Regions from separate parts of the Sus scrofa genome. Here region 1 is linked to region 2. A link is a contact called in public Hi-C data. All regions are on one chromosome and are shown on one strand. The core of a region is the stretch at or near the end of the contact, and the rest is flanking DNA. Distances in the headings are between cores, read along the strand shown.

Evidence for each region. Hi-C and Micro-C count contacts between places; a contact is called where the count stands out from the background.
Region 1: a Hi-C map of liver shows a contact between it and region 2, with 16 times the contacts expected there. The contact joins two enhancer-like sites. A contact is called at or near these places in 1 of 5 promoter capture datasets (liver) and 5 of 47 Hi-C or Micro-C datasets (liver and skeletal muscle).

What each region holds. Positions count from the first base shown.
Region 1 is chr13:10,408,678-10,412,310 of Sscrofa11.1, forward strand. No RefSeq gene overlaps it. Among named protein-coding and RNA genes, the nearest start is that of NKIRAS1, 310 kb to the right of the region's middle. Within about 2 kb of position 1,769, at least 1 of the 83 cell types and tissues checked has an H3K27ac peak or open chromatin away from gene starts, as enhancers often do. A contact at or near this core is called in liver, where this site is marked.
Region 2 is chr13:10,342,471-10,345,872 of Sscrofa11.1, forward strand. All of the region lies in intron 4 of UBE2E2 (UB2E2), which reads left to right. Among named protein-coding and RNA genes, the nearest start is that of UBE2E2, 340 kb to the left of the region's middle. Within about 2 kb of position 1,746, at least 2 of the 83 cell types and tissues checked have an H3K27ac peak or open chromatin away from gene starts, as enhancers often do. A contact at or near this core is called in liver, where this site is marked.

The sequences.
Region 1 (3,633 bases), core at 519-3,018, 66 kb after region 2:
CCCCTAGCCTGGGAACCTCCATATGCTGCGGGAGCAGCCCAAGAAATGGCAAAAAGACCAAAAAAAGAAAAAAAAAATGCGTCTTCTGTGAAGGTTATGATATGACTAACAACTGAGTACTGAGTACTTGATCACAAAGACAACTGTCCTCTTGAGTGTCACCTCCTTTGCTCCCATCTCAACCACAGCCCCGAGCACCCCGCCGCCCCCACTCGCTGTCAGCAGGACTGCCACTGAGCCACCCAGCACTCCGCTTAGTCAGTGAGCACTGCCTCAGACCCCAACACAGCTCTGCCTCAAGCCCACCCTGGCTGAGAGCTGCCTGCATCTGCTGAGGGCTTGGGAGATGATGCAGTGGTTTTTCAGCGACATCATTAGGAGGCTGGGCTTTCTAACCCTGGGCTTTGGCTGTTCAGTTTTCTCTTCTGATGCCCAAACGTCCTACTGAACCTCCTTCCTAGAAATGGAGTGGTCTTCCACAGCCCCTAGAGAAACCTACCATCTTCATTAATTTCCAGCAGGTTGAAAGTTAACCCACAGTTAGCAATTGAAGCACTCAAAGAAGGAACTGTCTCTATCTGTCTCCAACTAAATGAACTTCTTACCTCTTGAGCCTTTGTTTCTTCCCTTTTCCTGGCAGCACCCATAGTATGCAGAAGATCCCTGGGCCATGGATTAAACACATGCCACAGCAGTGATAACACTGGATCCTTACCCCACTGAGCCACTGGGGAACTCCTTGAGTCCTTTTTTCTGCTGAAGGTGGGAAACCTAATCTTGCCAATTCAAAAGAGTTGGCTGCTTCTGATGTAAAAATCATACCCTTTTGGGTAACTGCATCTTAGATGACCTAAGTGCTGGGAGGCTGCCCCAGCGTGTTCTTCCTGATCCTGATGGCATCTGCATGGCCTATGTGGCCATGGTTGGACCACCACCAAGACTGTCCCCGAGGAGTGTCCAGGACCACTCAGAGCTCTCCAGTGGGATTCTCTGAGAAGGCTGGCGTCCCCACCATAGCCTAGAGGGGCAGGTGGTCACAGCTTGCTCTCAACTTCCCTGACCTGTATGGGATGTCCACGCCCCCACCTGCACCTGAATCAGAACACTGGGCCTCCTCAGGGACCCTACCTTGAAGCTTGGGGTGTGTTCTCTGCGAGTTGTCCTCCTCTCTGAGGCAGGAAAGCTGTGTTTCCATCCCCATGTCTCCTGGATGCTAGACCTAGACGAGTGGTTCCAACCATGTGCTCCCTGGACCAGACTCAGCATGCCTGCAAGGGGCTGGAATCTAGGGTGGACCAGCCTCCACGCTCTCAACCAAGTCTGGGTGCCGCTCTGGTTCCAGTGTCCTGAACCCACCACATCCAGCTCCTGATATTTTAAACCAGGTTTGGGATTTAAAGGCACTTTTCTTTCTTAAGAACAAGGCTTTGGGAGTTCCCTGGTGGCTCAGCAGCTTAAGGACCTGGCATAGTCATGGCTGTGGCTCTGGATACCGCTGTGGTACGGGTTTGATCCCTGACCCAGAACTTCTGTATACTGTGGGCATGGCCAAACTCCGCCCCCACCCCCCACCCCGCAAAAGGTAAAACTGCTAGTTGCCCACGTGAATTGAGATGTATTCGATTCTATTTCTTTTTTACCTTTGGTGAATCAGGCGTTCGGGGCGAGGTAAACAAGGAAATATTTTCCCCTCTCTTCTGGCCAAGAGAAAGGCCAAATGTCAGCACTCATTGATGGATGCCAATTCCAGGCTCTTCTGTCAAAACTGATCTGAACTTTGGTTTGCTTTGCCGCCGATGAGGGCAGCCACAGCCTCGAGCTTTGCCTGTGGGTGAGACCGTGTTAATCTCCAGGAAGCGACTTTCACAAGCTGGATTCATAGCACACCAGGGCCCAAAAGGGACAAGTGCCAAGTCCCTTCAAGTTTTGAAGTATTGTTGGGACCACAGCTGGGACGCAGACGGAATTGGAAAATGCAACTGGAGGAAAACCAGCAGCCGCAAGCAGAGAACCAAAAAAGAAAGAAATCTGTAGCACTCAGCCCAAACAGCAGGGACCACTGGAGACTGAACTGAGTGCTGCAGAATGTCTGCGCACCAACCCAGGGGCGGGGTCGGCAGGCTTTCCTCCTGGCACCGTGGGGACCGCAGCCAAGGCACAGGAGGCTCCCCTTTCCAAAAAGCAAATGAAATTGTCCCTTTTTTGCTCAGAAGGCCAGAGCAAAGTTCATCATTTTGACTTGTCTTGTTCATTAAAGGATTGCCTGAAGGACAGGTACTGAATTGAAGAAATTAGCTAAGGAGGCTGACAAGAGGCCAGGTAACAAGAAAACGGGGTGGCAAACACCCTGACTCCATCAAACCTGAGCTAATGGCTGCTCGGTCGGAAGAGTCATGAATGCAGAGCAGCTGCTTTGGTTCCAGCTTCTCCATTTCTCCCCAGAGGGCACTATTTTGTTCTCTGCTTCATTTGGCTATTAAACATGGTCTTTCGAGAACAATATCTGGATTTGGGACACGTGGAATCCATTTTTTCCCTCCTAGAACTTGAATAAAGTCATTTGTCTCCACTCCTCCCAACTTATCACATTTCTGGCACAGTTATAACAACCATGTTATCGTTCCTTCTAGGATAATTTGATTCTGGCACTCCTGGCCCTTTGCAATACTGTATTCAGATTATCTCCATCTGGATATGTAAGGGGATGCCGTCATTTCAGACTTGGGTCTGTAGTTTTTTTTTTTTTTTAGAGCCGCACCCATGGCATATGGAGGTTCCCAGACTAGGGGTCTAATTGGAGCTGTAGCTGCCAGGCTATGCCACAGCCACAGCAACCTCAGATCTGAGCCACGTCTGCGACCTACACCACAGCTCATGGCAATGCCGGATCCTTAACCCACTGAATGAGGCCGGGGATTGAACCGCAATGTCATGGTTCCTAGCTGGATTCACTTCCACTGCGCCACGATGGGAACTCCGAGGGTCTGTAGTTTGTGATCCTAGATAAGTGAGTCTCATGTGGATGTAGTTCAGAGAATTGTCCACCTCTAGAAAAAGTGGGCAATCACTCTGGAGGCAGCCGGTAACAAAAGCTCCTGCATATTCCCAAACTAGGACTTCTATTGGGAATTTGGAGAAATCCAATGTAGTCTGACTTTTCTTTTAAGGAATTGGTTCGTGTTGTCAGGAGAGTAAATTCAACACACACACACACACACACACACAACTTTGTATACGGACAGATGGTAACTAAACTTACTGTGGTGATCATTCCACAGTATGTATGAATATTGAACCATTATGTTCAATATAACATATACCTGAAACTAATAAAATGTTATATATCAATTATACATTGATTTAGAAAAAAAGAAAAAAAAACTGCTTTCAGGGGGAAAAAAAAAAGTGGTTCTCAAAGTGGGATCTCTAGTGGCTCTGAGTCAATCCAAAAATTCAGCCCCTTTCACTGGTTTTCATTTTTATATACCACTCAGACCGCCTTATGAGTAATTTACATTCGAGCAGAGAACTTGACTTAGTCCTAAGAGGTCTAGCTGTGACAATGTTTGGCATCACTACTCTGACTGGTTTTTTTTCTTCCTAACAAATAGATTTTATGGCCTAGTATGCATT
Region 2 (3,402 bases), core at 496-2,995:
TGTCTTAAATCAACCATCCTTTAAAGATAAGTATTTGATTTTCCTTTGAGGCTCTTTGCTCTGCAAACTTCGATTCGGTGTAAAGTCATTTAAATTTGTCTCATTAGGAGTTGCTGGCGTAGCTCAGCAGAAATGATCTGACTAATATCCATGAGGATGCAGGTTCGATCCCTGGCCTTGCTTAGTGGGTTATGAATCTGGAATCGCTGTGAGCTGTGGTGTAGGTTGCAGATGTGGCTCAGATCTGGCATAACTGGCAGTGGCATAGGCCAGCAGCTATAGCTCTGATTCGACTCCTAGCCCAGGAACTTCCATATGCCACGATCGCATCCCTAAAAAGACAAAAAATTAATAATAATTAAAAATTAAATAAGTAAATAAATTTGTCTCATAATCTGGGGTAAATTTAGACTCACCAACCTCACCTTCTAGCCCTGGCTTTGACCTCCTTCTACTTAGCATTCCTGGTGCATATTTTATTGTCCCTTAATTAATATAAATCTAGTCATGGGTAAGCCATTGCTACAAATTTTGTTATAAAGTCTCTTGCTGTCCTTGCAGTGATAACCTCTGATTTTCAGTTAGGAAGTTGATCTCATTAAAAAGCTGCTGTGTATGTTAACTTCAGATGGAAATTCTCTTCAATTTACTTTTTAGAAACTCTCACTTGGGGGTTTTCCTTTTTAGACATCAGCAGTGATCTATTTTTTGTTTAAAGAAACACTGAGGAAATGACGTGGTAGTCTAAATCAGTACGTAACAATTTCTACAAAAACTGAAGTTTTCCTTCACTAAAATGAATTAATGAATGTATTTCTGTTAAAATTTAGTAAATTGTCTGTTTTTGAGGTCTTTTTCTCCCCTGAAATTATCTTTAGATCTTTAGCATCTCGTGTTCTTTTGAAAATTGGGTAAAGCTGTTGAATTATTTGTTCTGTTGTCAGCGAAAGACTATGAAAACACAAATAAATTGAAAAGTGAAGCAGACCCTCTCTATAAATAAAACCCACCTTTACTTACATGAAAATGTATGTTTTACTCAAAACTCCTTATCCAAAGAATGACTCAGACTATCTTCCCCTTACTTGAGGAATTTCTGAAGAGTTAAGAACATCTAGGCTAAATTTTAATTAACTTTTTCTATTATTTCTTAAATGAAGATAATTAAAAGATAAAGATTATAATGGTGAAAACGTACTCATTAATTCTCCTCAATCTAGAGTAAAACAATTTTTTGTTGTTGTTGCTGTTGTTTAAGTGATGGAAAGAATTGGGCAAGAGTTAAGTACTTTAGGTCAAAGGTCTTCCCTATCCCTTAGGTAACCTCTCCCAGCGTTTTTTTTGTTTGTTTGGTTGGGTTTTTTTGTTTGTTTGTTTTTTGTTGTTATTGTTGTTTTTATACTTTAGGACCAGTAATGAGTTTCTCATTCTTTAAAATTAGTCCTCTTTCCTTTGTAGTCACATTTTTTTTTTTTTTTTAACTTCAGTCATCTGGTCACACAGCTCTAATTTAATGCTTGGTCACATCAACTGTATTAACCCTTACAATTAGTGTTCTTGAATTACACCTGCTTCCTTTCTATACCTCTGTCCTTGTTCTTTATTATGACATCAGTTTCTGTTATTATTTTATTGAGTATTAAGTATTTTATTGTGAATCGTTTCACTCTTTGGCAAAGTGAGGCATATAACAAGAGATTGAAGTTTTGCTTGTGGTAGGTTCAAGGGGCACATTTTGTAATGACCCAGCACTCACCGTTCAGGTTTATTTACAGCTTCCATCAGGAGAGACGTGACTGTCAGGCTTTACTAAGCAGTTTTGTTTCAACAACAAGACTTAGTTTTCCTGTCTGTTGTCCAGCTGATCTGTGGGTCTCTGGGTCTCCACACATGCAGAAAGGTTTCTGGTATTATTTCCAGGCAAGAATTTGCCCCAGGTGTTTTTTCTATCACTTAGAAGGGGTAGAAATGATGAGATTATTAAGGAGCTCACTATCTATCATTCTCTTTTATCTTTACTCTAGGCCACTTTTGGAACTCTTTAAGTGCTATTTCCTGGTTGGTTAATATAGTAGATTAGTTACTGGGAGATGGAATCATTCTAATGATAGTTAGGTCAGAAACACCTGTACCTGATTTACAGATGATATAGCACAGATTCTACTTTATATAAATTTAAAAAGTGAATACATTTTAAAAATGTGATAACAGCAGGAAACACCCTCCAGAATGTTGAACCACCTCACTCCACCCCAGAGGCTTTGGGCCCCTGATCACTTTTCTGTCTGTACAAGTTTCCATGTGGCTGTCACCTTTCCCTTTCGGGTGACCTTTCAGAGAGGCCCACCTTCTGAGACTGCCCCAACAGCACTGAGGGGGCCCCTCTGTGATCACACTGCCTTTTTAAAAAATTAATTTTATTGTGGTTTTTACAATGTGTTAATTTCTGCTAGCAGAGTGATTCAGCCACACACATGCCCAGAGGATCTGTTAATGAAGCTGCTCCGAGAGAGAACTGGAGGGAAGAGTGATGCTCTCCAGGCGGAGCACTAGGCTGTATCCTCCTCCCACAAAGAGGAACAGCTGAACCTCAGCCTGGTCACCACTGCCTTCAGAGACCGCCTCTTTCAGGACCCCTAATAGAAAAACATTGAGAGGAAGTGAACAAATCACATCAGAGGTCCCCCCAAAAGTAGTGTAACCCCCATCATCTTTTGCAGGAGACAAATACAAGAACTTCAGAAAAGCCTTCATACTCATTTTCAACCTGTCCCCAGGAGCCCAGGGACTCTGCTGCATTTTACTGCCTGTGCCTGGCAGTATAAAGCTGAGTACCTTGGCACAAAGCCCACCTTCACCCAAGGCTCTGATTTGTCTCCTCTCTAAGCCTGAAGGGTCTCCCTGTCCTCCCCGGGAATTGCTGAGCTAGAGGCAGGGGCAGAGTGAATGGCCAGCACATATTTATTTCTTTAGGACAGAGCTTAGTGGTGGATATAGCCTTCTCTTTCTCCTTTTTCCTACTAACTGGTCTCTTCTCTTTTTTCTGTATTTCTAGCCTCTTGATTTTTCTGCTGATCCTTCTCTTTTTCTTTTGTTCTGTTCTCATTGGTCACTTGCTGCTTTCCTTCTTTCCTTTTTTTTTTTTTAACTCTGGTTGATTTGCAATATTAGTTTCAGGTGTATGACATGATTCAATATTTTTACAAATTATACTCCATTTAAAGTTATTACAAAATATTGGTTATATTCCCTGTGCTATACAATATATTCTTGTAGCTTATCTATTTTATATATGGTAATTTGTACCTCTTAATCCCCTTCCTCTTTCTTGCCATTCCCTACTTCCCTCTTGCCACTGGTAACCACTAGTTTGTTCTCCATATCTTTTTTTGTTATATTCAT